2 separate regions of the Mus musculus genome follow, and region 2 is linked to region 1. The links are chromatin contacts, called in public Hi-C maps. All regions are on one chromosome and are shown on one strand. Each heading gives the region's core, a stretch centred on a gene start, on an enhancer-like site or on the middle of the called end of the contact. The rest is flanking DNA. Distances are from core to core; before and after follow the strand shown. Region 1 overlaps Dennd2a (DENN/MADD domain containing 2A). Region 2 overlaps Agk (acylglycerol kinase).

The links. Hi-C and Micro-C count contacts between places; a contact is called where the count stands out from the background.
Region 2: a contact with region 1 is called in a Hi-C map of cortical neurons, with 3 times the contacts expected there. The contact joins two enhancer-like sites. A contact is called at or near these places in 4 of 484 Hi-C or Micro-C datasets (cortical neurons, palatal mesenchyme and stem cell-derived motor neurons) and 1 of 115 datasets of contacts at active chromatin or transcription factors (astrocytes).

The regions. Positions count from the first base shown.
Region 1 is chr6:39,474,149-39,480,901 of GRCm38.p6, forward strand. It overlaps Dennd2a (DENN/MADD domain containing 2A), which reads right to left. Exons shown (of 19, transcript NM_172477.4): 13 at 6,053-6,201. Gm52860 (a long non-coding RNA gene) reads left to right here. Exons shown (of 3, transcript XR_003956284.1): 1 at 1-6,226. Among named protein-coding and RNA genes, the nearest start is that of Gm52860, 7.1 kb to the left of the region's middle. Within about 2 kb of position 4,458, at least 68 of the 459 cell types and tissues checked have an H3K27ac peak or open chromatin away from gene starts, as enhancers often do. A contact at or near this core is called in cortical neurons, where this site is marked.
Region 2 is chr6:40,388,586-40,396,057 of GRCm38.p6, forward strand. Agk (acylglycerol kinase) reads left to right here. Exons shown (of 16, transcript NM_023538.2): 14 at 4,068-4,138; 15 at 6,029-6,113; 16 at 7,140-7,472. The coding sequence ends at 7,277. Among named protein-coding and RNA genes, the nearest start is that of Dennd11, 44 kb to the right of the region's middle. Within about 2 kb of position 4,841, at least 21 of the 459 cell types and tissues checked have an H3K27ac peak or open chromatin away from gene starts, as enhancers often do. A contact at or near this core is called in cortical neurons, where this site is marked.

The sequences.
Region 1 (6,753 bases), core at 3,208-5,707:
CACCCCTGATACCTGGTTATCATTAACACCTCGGTAACCAGACAGGAGGGAGGGAGGACAGAGAACCAGCAGGACAACAGGCATGCAGCTGCTGGAGACCTCATTCCTCTTACTCCAGCCCATTCGCTGGCTACCATAAACAATTCTGTTCTGGGCACCAAGGAATGGCAAGGCTGGATTCTGTAATTACACCGGTGGTAGCTGCTTGTTCCCTATAACATAAGTGGCAGAGAAGAAATGAAGGACTCTACGAAGAGCTTTCGATTTTTCCAATTGCTGCAGTAAGCGCTGATGGAATTCTGCACTCATGGGTGGGGCAGAGGGTGGGTGCTGCAGGGAAAGGGGAAATAGAGCCTGAGGGGGACTCTTGGAGGAAGCTGGGGCAGAGCCCAAGTGTCTCGCTGAGCACTGGCTGTTGCAGAAGAGGCATTTGTGAAGGATGGCCAAGGAGAGCTGTCTCACAGCTGGCTCCCATTACTGTGGGGGTGGAGGAACTGCCAAGCTCCCACAGCTGTGACCAATTGTGCAGAAGTGGGGGAGGGAAGAGAATCCCCCAGTAGGAAGGTGGCTGGGCCAGAGAGAGGGCTCAGTGATGGACGCAGGTGAGAGAGGGAGGTCAGGCCTCGAGACGAGACGTTTAGTATTGGGTGGTGGTTTCCTAAGGGCTGAAGCACTGTGCTAGAACATCAGCATGTGCTTGTGAGAGTTAACATCTGGAAATGTTTCGGTTCTGGGTGCTTGGGTTCCTGAATCAGACACCCAGGAGCAGCTCAGATGATGAGCAGGCAGGTATCCCACTGCACGCCATTTCCAAGAACAGGAGTGAAGGGTTAAAACTCAGGTTGTGCTGCTCATGATGAAACCTCCCAAAATTGTATCACCAAGCAAGACTACCATGTTTCTCTGACTGCACCTTTAACTCTCAAGTAACATGTCGCCGAGTTTAAAAGGCACACATGGCCCTTGAAGGGTCTCATTCTGCTATCTTCTGTGTGACTTCAGAAAGAACCTTTCACTACCTTAGGCCCCCCACTCTACCCCTACGGTAGATATGAGCCGGCCTAGACGAGTCCCAGTGTCCCCTCCAGCCTTAGCAGCCACCCACTCTGACTCTGTATAACGACACATCCAGGGGCTAGACATGGGAGCTTTCTCCTGACCCACAAAATGAGTCAAGTCTATCATGGTAAGGCTTGTTAGCACGCCTGGATCGAGGAACAATGGTGACATCGCGCTCGGAGGAACTATGAGATAACCCTGGTGTCCATGAACTACTGAAGGCAGTCCTGAAGCGGAAGGCCTGGCAGAGGCAGCGTGAAAGGGGTGGGCACTGACTTCAAGGAAAGAGCTGGGATGGACGGGTCCCAGCGAGGGACAGTTAGCTATGGGCTTGAGGAAAAGAACATTATATACTGCTTTGTTAGCCTCTAAACCACGCTCCAAAAGCTATCCTCCTGGTGTTCATCTTACAAACCAAGGGAGTTCACTCAGAATGTACCCTCCCACTCTGAGACAGGATCTCATATGTCCTGGGGGCCTCGAATTATGTAATGAGAGCTGACCTTCTCATTCTCCTGCGTTTACCTCCTGAGTACTGGGCTACAGGTGTGGACCCCTGTGCCTGGTTTTATTAGGTACCGGGGATTGGAACTCAGGGGTTAGAGCATACTAGCCCAGCATTCTACCATCCAAGCTACCCCCAGCTAGTGATATTTACTAATTGCTTTTCAGTGCTGGGAACTGAAGCTAGAATTTTAACAGGCTAGGCAAGTACTTCACCATCATCCTTTTTTCCTGGCCCATGACTTTACAATGTACTATCATGCTATCAAAATTCTTTCCATAGAGCTTTTCTTAGACTCTTGTCAACCACTCTGAGAACGTGCTGGACCCGCAAAAGTATAGTATTTTGGGTGCCACACTGTTGAGTGTAGTTGGGTATAGAAGACATACAGGACCTCACTGAAGCTATGGAAACTGAGTAAAAATGAATGGAGAGGGGCTGAGATGGCTCAGTGTTTAAGAGCACCAAATGTTCTTCCAGCGGTCCTGAGTTCAATTCCCAGCCACCACACGGTGGCTCACAACCATCTGTGGTGGGATCCGATGCACTTTTCTGGTGTGTGTCTGAAGATAGCTACAGTGTATGTACTCAAATAAATAAAATAGAGGAATGAACAAAAGAATGAATACATACAGCTACACCAGAACCTATTTGTCTTGTGACTTGTGTGTGAAACCCAAGGTTCAGACACCATTGTCAAGACTTGGTCACCACATCCCACTCATTAGCTGGGACACGGACCTTCAGCTTCTGATTTCTTACACTGGGAAAAAGATAGAATATTAAATATTAAACTCTCTGCCATCAAAAACTTTTATACAAACTTGCTTGTGTGCAGCCATGGTCTACAGTTGCGGAAGGTTTTTAGAGCTGATACCAGTAAATAAGAAACAAAATATTTATCATAAAGAAAATGAAGATGGGTATTTATCTGGGTTGTTATGGAGACAGAGCAGGCCATCATAACAGCATTCTTTGCTTTCCATCTGTCAAGCTCGAGCTTGACAGAACCTTTAGAAACACTCAATGTCCACCCTAAAGATGAAACAGAGCAAACATGTTATTTTAAATGTGATAGGTTTTTGGCTCAACTTCAAACCCTTCTGTAAGTCAGAGTGTCTGCCACTGACTCCCAGTGAGTTTCTCTCCAGTGCTTAGACTCCTCAGCAAAGATAACTAAATGCACTGGGGGTGGGGGTGGGGGGGTGGAAGAGGGCAGGGTGGGGTGGGAGGAAAGTGCTGAGGGCAGCTAAGGTCCACCACAGATGTCACAGGGTCACTCCCTGGGTTTGTCATCTATGGTGTTCTCATGCTCCACTTGGTGGCCTCACTGAGACTGGGGCACGGAAGGAAGAGGGGTAGGGTAGGTAGGTTCTCCCTTCCACCATCAGCTGAAGAGGATCGGGACCCGTGTGTGCTCAGCAGAGGAGCAGCTCAGATGAAGGCAACAGCTGGGACTTACGCTAATGATTTTCTTCTCAGAATCGTCCAGATCAAGAAACATGCAGCCTGTACCCCAGCCCCTTGTTTGTTAAGGCTTGGACAGAGAACCTTCATTTCCCCATGGCTACTACCCAATACATCTATCAGAAACAAATAGATCCTTCCACCAGGCCTACGAATCAGAGAATCTTATGGAACGTGGTGCCAGGAGACTTGGAGGCTCTTAGCCCAGGGAGTCTGATCATCTCAGATCTGAGAGAAACCTACTCATACTACCCACTGGGGCCCCTGTTGGAAGGCCACCAAGAGAAGGTTGGTTCTAGACAAAAATACTTAGCTTCTGTAGCCACAAAGGAAGAGAAAAGAATCTCAAACCTTTTCAAGACAGGCTCTTGCTATGTTGACAAGACCAACCTGAAACTCAAAGCCAGTCTACCTCAGCCGACTCACACTGGAATATAGGCAGCTTGCACCACCAGACTCTCAAAGGGTCTGCGTGGCCTACCTGGCAAAGACTTCCTGCATTCCTGTGGATACAGGGCCCAGAGGCTGTCCTGTCACCCCCATCCCCAGCCCCACCACTGCATGGCAGCTCCTAGCCCCCCCCCCCCCATTATCTCCAGTGTCAGGCAGCTCTCCAGTGCCTGAGGAGGCATAAAACTTTACCACAATCCTGCTGCAAAAGAAACACACACTGGGCAATGGGCTCTGCAGCCTGCTTGCTGAAGCCTCAGAGGGCAATGTAAGTGACTCTTCGATACCATAGGCTGTTCACAGAGGGCACAACTCCAAGAGCAGACTGTCATGGAAGGTGAGGTGAGGAGAAAAAGACCGAAGGCCCTCCGGGAACGAAAGCTGAGGCCCCAGGGGAGCCCACTCGGGTGCAGGGGGATCTGTTCAGAGGGGTTGGCTAGCGTGCAATCTGCCCAGGAGAGAGCAGGTGGGCCGTACCCTTTTCTTGACACTTGGGTAGAAGGTCTCCTCCAGTTTTCTAATATCCTGAGCCCAAGCTGCCCTTTAGACATTACCTCCCTGTCTCTTCCTACCTTTCCTTTCAGTGTTCTCTGACCAGAAAATGCATACATGATGCTTGGTTGGCCTGCTCAGTTTCAGCTGTTCTCATGGTCATGGGCATCTTCTCCACACTGGCCTTCGCTAGTCTAACACCTTCACCCCCGAGGCAGTCCCCGAGGGGATGCGTGACCCCCACTCCTGGCAGGTGCTGGGTTTATTTAGCTGGTCTCCACGTTATGCCAAGGCCTTTCTGAAATCCATCTTTTCCCTCTTCCCTGAATCCAAGGGAATGGGGGCTGTTGGGGAAAGGTGAGTGGGCCTTCCAGAACATGGAGATAGTCACCACAGAGCTGATGAAATCTGATCCTGGTCACTAAAGGGTTATTACTCATCCCTGGCTTCCAGGGCTCTAGCCCCAACATCGGGAGCTCTCTGTGTGAATTCCCCAGTGCCCAGGAGCTTGGAGAGCTGCCCGGCTCTTAGCACCAGCTGCAGGCTGAAGACAGGGCCTGCTTCCCGAGCTAACAGAAATGCACAGGGAACAATGATGGTGACATTTAAAAGTGAACAGAGAGCTCAGACATGAGGTAGGGGCAGCCGGGGAATAGCCAAATGGCAACGGTCCAAAGAGGAGCATCCTAAAGGTGACCAGATGGATGCATTGAGCACAGGGCGGGATTGCTGACCCCTCCCCAGCCCCCTGATGAATTCCACGTTGAAACATGTTGTCCTTTTCATTCTCCTTCCCCTGTTTTGTTCTCTGCAGCAGCTCAGTCATTTCCTCTCCAAACCACAGGCAGCACTGCTCTGCTTGTTAGCTCCTGGTATGTCTCCTTCCCAGATGGCCTCCACTATTTTAGCTGTTGGTGGCCCCCTTCTTGGCCTTTTCTGGAGTGGCAGGTTCACATATTCTCCCATGGTTCTAAAAAGCTCCAGGTCAGTGTTTTAGAATTTTTTTTTTAAAGCCATACGTTTCTTGTGTGAGTGTGCACGTGTGCGTGTGCACGTGTGAGTGTGCACATGTGCGTGCACACACACACAGGAAATCAGAGGACAGCTTGGCGGGAGTTGGTTCTCTCCTTGCACTGGGCAGGTCCTGGGGACTGAACTCAGGTTGTCTACCTTGATGGCAGGCTCCTTTATCTGCTGAGCTCCTCAATGTTTTCATTTGTTTAGTTTTTAGAGAGAAGGTCTTTCTAGGTGGTGCATGGTACCCTGAACTCATAGAGATCTGCCGGCCTCTGCCTCCAGAGTTCTGGAGTTAAAGGGCTGACTGAGATCATGAAAATGCTGGAACCATTCCTTTGCTAGAATCCAGAATCAAGATTTACTCACTCATTATGTATACAGTATTCTGCCTGCCAGAAGAGGGCAGATGGTTGTGAGACACCATGGCTTGCTGGGAATTGAACTCAGGACCTCTGGAAGAACAGCTGGTGCTCTTAGCTTCTGAGCCATCTCTCTAGCCCACCAATGCAAATTCTTATTTCCCTCTGGACATTCTTTGATTTGTGATGTGGCCTTCAGAATCAGAGAATCTCATCTCTTCCTGCCCACCCTCGTTCTCCACTCCAATCAGGGAGCTGCCTCACAGTCCCTGAGGGTGACATGTTCAGTCTCTACTATCCTTGCCTTCGTACAGACAGCTTCTGTAACATGCTCTCAGTCTTAGCACCAAGTCAGCAGGTGAGGAGTGGCCTCTGTTATCTCCCAAACTCACTGCCTCTAACAAGCCCTCCCACCATGGTGTGGTGTAGTCTGCTTACTTCCTGGTCCCCCAACAGAATTAGAACTCTGGAGGGCAGGTCCACGTTCTCATAGGAGAGAGTGCCTAGCCCACAGTGAAACCCATGGAAAGCAGGCCAAACAGCAGAGAGGCATGGGCACCACGCAGTTCTATCTCTCTTTACCTCATGAGTGAGCCTCACAGGCCTCCAGGTCATCCTTGTCTCCCAGAATCCAATCTACACGCTGAGAGTCTAAGACTAAGCATCATTTACAGGTATTGTCAGAAGTGGCAGAGGTTGGTACCTGAGTTTGTCTGCGATGAAGATGACTCTCCTTTCCAGAAGGAGGGAGGCAAAGACACTGACCAAGTGTCGGACACTGAGGGAGGAGAACAGAGACTCAAAGTCCACGTGCTCTAGCCGGGAGTCCAGCGGTCGGCACAGCTCAATCACCTGCCAGGGAACAGAAACTTCTAAGGTGGGCGTACACAGCAGGCCTCCCCGTGGCCTTCGCACAAGTGACCCACTAGCATGGGGAAGGGAAGGGAAAGGAAGGAATATGGGAGTGGGGACGGAGGTGTGTTAGAGAAACAGGCACCTCATGCTTGGTTGAGGAGAGCTTGGACAAGGAAAATGGATGTCAGCGTCCATGGTCCTTGGCCATAGTAGGAGACTCCTCCTGGAAGAGTGTATCTGCATGCCCCTTGGACGGTTTACATGAAAACTGACCTAGTCTTAGAGACTTGGAAGAAATCCTGTCTTCTAAAGGTCTGTTTCTGCTAGAAGGAAATCCCAGGCCTGAGCATGTAGCCTAGGCTGGCTTCAAATTTAGCTTACGGTGGTCTTGAACTATCTGTGTGTGTATGTATGTATGTATGTATGTATGTATGTATGTATGTATGTATCTACCTATCTATCTACCTATCTATAATTGTGTCTGTGATGTGTGTATGAGTGTAGGAACACACGTGCCAAGGCACATACATATATGAAGGTCAGAATTCA
Region 2 (7,472 bases), core at 3,591-6,090, 910 kb after region 1:
GAATTATGAAACCACCATGAAGGGATGAGGTTGAACAGTCCTCTGTTGGGAGAGATTTTTGAGAAGAAGATAACATTTCTATTACACACTCTCTTTATTCTCAGTCTGTGGTAACGCTGTATTTGCAGTGTTTGCTCCTGTTCTTTTGCCATTGTTCTTTTCTCCGAGGACTGAATCTCTGAATGCATTGCGTGCAGTGAGCCTGTGGTTGCAGCTCTCTCTAGATGAGCCACATTCAGGCCGCTGAATGCTCTTATCTTTGTGCTAATTACAAAGCTCTGTGACACTGCTTCTTATCTCTAGTCAGTTCTCTTTCCTTCACCACTCTGCCAGAGCAGATACAGTAAAATAGTCACATACTGTAGCTGTCATGTAATAGTTAAATATTTACTTATCATTAAAATAATATCTCCATAATAAGAAAACAGCTTTAGGATTGTGGAATTTCAGAAATTTAATGTCTCTTAAATAAGCATGTTTATTCTTTAGTAGCACAGTATATTAAATAGATTGAGTAAATAACTATTAATGCTTTAGTTTAAAGTAATATATAATCTTTATATTTACTAATGTGGCAAGATGCTCATCATATATTGCTGAGTGATTTTAAATGATTTTCATGAGATAGTTACTTCCATTGTTATTTTTAAAAAACTTGCCACCTATAATTGAGTTTTGTGAATAGCACAGGTAAAGGCTCCAATTTTATTTACTTATTCGAGTAGCCAATTAATCAGATCAGTTTATTGACTCTTTCCCCTAGAGATGGACAGATCATTGTGTGCTAGAAACTGAACTCAGCTCCTCGAGAGCAGCAACAAACACTCCTGAGCCGTCCCATCAGCCCCATGCTTTCTATAAATACTTGAGGGTGTTTATTAGGTTCCTCATAGAAGTTTTATACGGTTGCACTGTACACATACAACTTGAGGAAAAATGGCATTTCTATAGTATTGACCCTGTGGCATATCAACGTGATGTATCCCTTCCTTTACTGAGGGCTTCAATATCTCTCAAGGTGTTTTATGATTTTCTCTCTAGTATTTGTCTATTGCTAGGTATACTCATGGTTATCTTACTTTTGATACTATTATCAGTATAATCTCTTAAAACTTCATTTCTCTGACTGAAGAGACAGACATGTAATTGTGTGTGTTTGTGTGTGTGTGTGTGTATGTGTGTGTGTTGATGCTGAATCCGCATCTTAGTTAAATTCTTATTAATTATGTTTGCCTGTGAGTTATTTTAGGTTTGTTATAGGTTTTGCTATTATCAACAGCAAAAAGTGCCAGCCAGGAGTAATGCTAATGGGGGCCATTGCTTTGTTTTTAAATTTGATAGATTTTGGGGATACATTTTATTAGATGAGGAAGTTTCTCATAAGAAAAACTTTGCTAGGTTTGCCAAGAGTTTATTAACTAAATATCTTAGACATTAAATTCTATCAAGTATCTTTTCATCATCCATTAAGGCAATAGGATTCTCACTGAATCTGCCAATATGAGCTGGTCTTTGAATGCATGTGAGACTATTGGCCAAGATATAGAGCAAGCAATTACTTTACCTTCATATCTTAAACACTGAACAAAATCTGTGAAGTTACTATGGGCAAGAAATAAGTAGTATATGACAGTGGTCCCAGAGAGAAGGCACTCAGATAAGGTTGGCCTTGTTCCTGTCCTAGCTTCCTGCTTGAGAGGCCACAGCATAGACATGGACTTACCAGGAGTCCATGGTCTCTTCTGGGAAGGCATCTTTGAGAATTCAGGGGCATCTGGGCAATAAGAATTCAGAGCAAAATAAAAGAAAACTGCCTCGGAGTGAGCCAGGAATTGACAAGATCCACGGAGATCGGTTGGCTTTGTCTGTATCTTCACTGATATGTGTATGTGAGAAACTATCTGAGTTGAAGAAAGAACTCCTCCCAAGAAACAGGCTCAGTCCTGGGAAATTTACTCACATCACAGGACCAAACGTGTGTTCCCACAAGATAAAGGCGAAAATTGTTGTCAGGCCTGGGGTGTTGATACTTTAAAAAGCATTTTCTCCATATGGACAAAATTAGTCTGATTCCAGGCTTATATTTCCTCTACCAAAATCTGGAGGCTAATCCACAGACTCGACATTTCCAGGTAACCTAGCCGTGCCTCTAAACAAAGCTGAGGAAAGCTGTCAGCAGAGGATAACCATAGACCCAACTGGCCAGCTGCCTTCAAGCTAGGATGTTATTTTAATAAGTTAGAATCACACAGAATTCAATTTTCTGTGGACTTTAGTGGAACACAAACATGCTACCATATTATAGCACCCAGCAGAATCTAATGGCCATCAGAGAAACTTCACATAATTCTCTCTGGTTCTTAAAAGAAAATACATGTTGATGTCCATTCTCACTGGAGCATGGCTTTGCTGCCCACTGCAAGTTTAAACATGCCCGTTTCCTTTCCCTTATCTCCTGGGCATTAGAACTAGTCACTAGTTAGTTTTCAGCCTCTTCCTCACCTCTTCCAATGCCATCCTGGCATCTACTGAGCCTTCACTGCTCCTTCTCATTTCTCTGTAATGTCTTGTCCTGGCTCACTGCCTCCCTCTGCAGTTAGACCTGTCTCAATTCTTAGCACAGCAGGCAGTGACCCTATTACAAACAAGCCAGAACATTTCCCTCCTTAGAGCCTTCCACTGCCTCTCCATTTCACTCAACCTAAAAGACACCTTCCTTAAAGTGGTCTCCAGAGCCCTACCCATACAGATGCACTCTTCCCCACTATAGTCATCCATTTTTCTTTCCCCTACCACTCAGTCTGTACATTTCAGGGACAACCCTACCTAAAGTTCCCTTTGTATGTTTGGCTTGTCCCTAGAAATAGTGTTTTTTAAAGTATGATCTTTAGATTGGCAACATCAGATTACCAGGAAATGGTTTGAAATAAAAATTCTTAGCTTTACAACAGTCCTACTGAGCTAACTCTGAGAATGATAGCAGGTACTGTTTTTTAAATTAACTTTTAATCAACAAATACAGACAGAATCCTGATGTTAATCAACCCTCCAGGGATACCTGTTAAACAGTGAAAACTGCTTCCCCTGATAAGTGTGTTCCTTCCTTTCTGACCTCCTGGGCTTCTTTTGATCAGTCACCTTCTCACCTGGTCTCTCTTTAAAATATTAGTCATTGGGGCTGCAGAGATGGCTGCATAGCATACGAGCATTCTTACTCTTCCAGAGGACCCAGGTCTTCACCCAGAAGCTCACAGCCATCTAACTCTGACCTCCATGGATACCTGTGCTGCATGGACATACATGCAGGCAAAACATACTTCGCATAAAGTAAATAGAAATAAATCCTTTTTAAAAATTGTACTACCACCAGTGCAATCTCAGACTCCTTGTCTGTTTATGACACTTTGTAATATAGTCTGATGTACTTCTAGTATACCCGGTTTCTGTACATTCAGTAATATACTGCTTCATTTTTCTGTGCATTCCCTTCAGTGAAATGTAAGTTCTTTGTGGGCAAAATTCCTTCTGTGTTAACCCAAATATTCTGAGGGCTGATGAAATGTGGCTGACTCTTAGTAGGTAGTTGGATGAAATGTGAAATGTAGATTCTGAGCGGTCATTATGTCAGAACAATGTGTTTTGTAATTCCTAGTTGAGAGATACAGCTGTGCTTTAGTGGTACCTTTGAAACTCAGGCAGTGGCTCACAGAGGCTTGTGTATGCTCTCCTGGGCCTACAAGTTGTGAACTTCCCCAAGAAGGCCATACAGAAGTGTTGGGATTGCTTAACTGAAGGCTAGGCTGGTGCTGCTTGCTAATGACTAGCAGGAAACTGAGGAGGGGGACAGGATTCATGACTCTTTTCATAGCACTTTCTTCTGCATCAGGCTTTCAGAGCTTTGTATGGATAGAACCATCAAGTTTTGCAACCGTTATTGGGAAATAAGTAGGTTGCTATTGTCTGCTCCAGTTGCATTTAGAACATTTTAGAGAACCCAGACACCTGTGGGCGACAGCTTCATTAGCCCAATTTCCAAGTCTTAACATTCCCATTCTTAATCTTTCTAGAGCAAAGAGGATTTTATGAACATTTGCATTGAACCTGACACTGTCAGCAAAGGAGATTTCATAATCATAGGGTAAGTGCCTGGTCTGTAGGAAATGGGGCTTCATCAAGGAACTGGTGTCCTCAAACCTTTCTATCCAGAGTGTGCTGTCTGTCTAAGATGGAGACCTGCCAACGGCCTTGTCTGTCTGGGAATTCTGGCCTTCTTTTTTAGAATGGAGCTGGCATGTGTACTTTTGCCCTCTCTGCTCATTTTGGGAAGAACAGAACGTTAACAGTCTGCCTTTCCATTGAAATGAAAGAATTCGGTGTTTCAGGCCGTGCTAAGGACTATCTATAGTCTCAGGGAGCTTGATTGCCTCCTCACTGGCTCTGGAACTCTAAGGCAGTTGACTTGTCTGAGTCCTTTCTCATCTGTAAAATGGAAGGTTATCATCATGTCTACTACCTGAGGACTACTTGTCAGTCTCAAGGAGGCTTTTGACATTGAGTAGCACTTCCCGGCGACTTTTACTGCGCATGCTATTCACCTTGTTTTCCCATTCCCAGAACATCAAGGACAAACTTGAAAGGACACTGAATATCTACTTGGACATTTCCTAGGCTTCCCCTTTTCTAATACAGTAGACTCTTCCAAGTCCTGCCTGATTTGTTAACTCCTGCCTTGGCTGGAATTTCATTGGCTGAGTATTCTGTAAACTCTCCAGACATCCTCAAAGTATCTAAGGAGCTGTATGTTCGTTCCCATGCCAACCCGTAATCTGCTCAGCCTCCTTTGCTTTGTCCTGGTGCTCCCTCTTGTGCCCAATTTAGGGATTGGACATTGCTCCTGCAGCAACTGTGTCTCCATGGCTGCATCATTATCTATTCCAGCATTGGCTGCAGCACACTTTTCATTAGTCTGTGTTGTTCTCGCCTTTGATACAAATTCTTCAGATACTGAATGGTCCCTTCTGCAGCCTTTGATTACTCTCGCTGTATGGGAAAAGGAAGAAGGAAAAAAAGCCTGTCCCTTCCACAGTGTGCATAAATCGCACAGTATCTTAAGTGCGTCTAGCTAATGGGAGCAGCCATATTCAAATCTCCTTTATAAAACTGACACCCAAACCAAAAAAACCCACTGTATCAATTAATTAAATGGTATTATGTTCAGCATTCTTTAAGCAAGTTTCCCTTTGGTCCTTAAGAGAAGTAAATTTGTGCAATGCATGCATCCACTAAATATCTCAATGAAACCTGATGAAGCTGGTTCTGAAACTCTGATGACAAATTCATACATGAAAAAATTGCTACTTCAAAATAACAAAAGATTTTTTTTTGAGACAAAGTCTCTTATAGCCCATGCTTGCCTTTAACTCCCCAAGTAGCTCAGGCTGGATTTAAACTTCTCCCTCTATCCTTTTCTCTCTTTTTGTATTTACCATAATTAACTAAATGGAGTACATGTGTGTTGAGGTCTCGCATGTTTGTGTCTGATTGCTTTACTCCAAGGCTACTTAGCAAAGGTAAGTGTGCTAAGGAGGCTGTTATCTATGGAGAGTGATGAGAAAATAGCTAAGACTATTTATAAGGGTAAAAGCATTATCTACCCTAAAGCAGAATAAATTGCCCTTCATAAAGGATCACAAGGACCAAGGAACAGAACTTTGATGCTTTCCTCAAATGACTGAATTACATCTTAATTTTTACATTTGAGATGCACAACTAGATAGATAGATGTAGAACCATTTTAAAATTAAGAAAATTGAGAGAAACTTCATGGCAGCTTTATGCAGTTCTCACTCCACAGCAAGTCAGTCAGTCTCGTAGAATGTACCCCAACACTGGTTAGAATCCCAGGGAGACTTGTTCACTGAGCCCTGGTCTCCGCACTCTGCCTTTCTTGCCCTCATCGGTGGGCTTTTCTGAGGTCTATTGCAGTTGCCATCAAAGATTCCAACCTTGCTTTTTCTTATACTAATAGAAGTAAGAAGGTGAGAGACCCTGGCCTGCGTGCAGCTGGCACCGAGTGCCTCCAAGCCAGCCACTGTACTCTGGTTCTTCCTGAGGTAAGATGGACCACAAGCTGTTTTGAGTTGATTTGTCTTTTTCTCCATTTTCTTCCTCTTTCCATATTAACGCCTACCATTTAGGTCCCTTCTGTTTAACAACTCGTTATCAGGTCTGAGTTAAAGGAGACCAGAAAAGAAAGGCAAACGCTTCCATGCTACTGATTTGGAGCAGGCCTCTGAGGCTTAGCGTCTCTAGGCCAAGGTTCTCCCTCGAAGTGATCCTTAGGTCCCTAACCTTTGCTTCTTCATGCCAGGAATGCAGAAGATGTTTATGATAGTATTATCTGAAGAATCTTCCATTTGGTGGGTATCGGGTTTTATCTTTCCTGTAAAGTATGCTATAGAGTACCATTCTTAGAATAACAACTTTTGTAAATAGGAATAAAGAAGTGGCGGTACTTGAATTGAAGGTAACTTGACTGCTGCGGCCCCAGGTCAGATTTACTCAGGCCTCTAAAGAGTTATGGCCATGCTGTTGCTGTACTGCATTGAAACTGTAGGCAAATGCAAGGTGTTGACATGTGTGGCCAACATAATTTCATGGAGCAAATGCTGAATTGAATGAGCTATGGCAGGACTGCACAGGGTCTAATGATACTAGTGTTGGCACATCCAAGTCTGAAGACCCTGAGTCTCAGGGAATAATGAAAATGAATCAGTGGACACAAAGTACCTCTCAGGAGTATCAGCTGCTTTTGCTAAGGAGACTTATTGTCTCTGGCCCTATAATCAATTTATTTTTTCCATAGTGGATATCCTGATTATGTTCTTTGACAATTTCATGTATCTATAATATGTAAATGCTCTTGCCTTCTGATAAATGTTTTAAAATTCTAATATTATTCAAGCTCCAAAGTGTTTCTTGAGATAGAAGGTTTCAAAGGAAAACCCCTCTCTGTGGACTAGAGAGTTGATGCTTCCAGAACCAGTCAGGACTGAGAGGTTTTTGTTAGGCTGAGTCCTCTGCAGACGCTTCCTCATCCAGTAAGGTCCCAGTTGTGCTCAGTACTCGCCTCTCTCTAGGGAACTGAGGGCTCCTTCAGCATTGACAGCGAGGAGTACGAAGCCATGCCGGTGGAGGTCAAACTACTGCCCAGAAAGCTGCGGTTCTTCTGTGATCCGAGGAAGAGAGAGCAAATGCTGCCGAGCACATCCCAGTGAGCGACAGCGTGGCGGGCACTCCCAGGCTGCACTGCAAGCCACCAGTGGGACCACATGGGGGATGTGTGTGCTTCTGTCCCCAGAGGGTCACAGGATCCCAAGGGAATTTTCATGGCAAGTACCCCCAGCCCTCCTGTTTGCTTCCTAGAGCACATACCATGTCATGCACTTGTTTGTGGTCAGTACCCTGTTAAC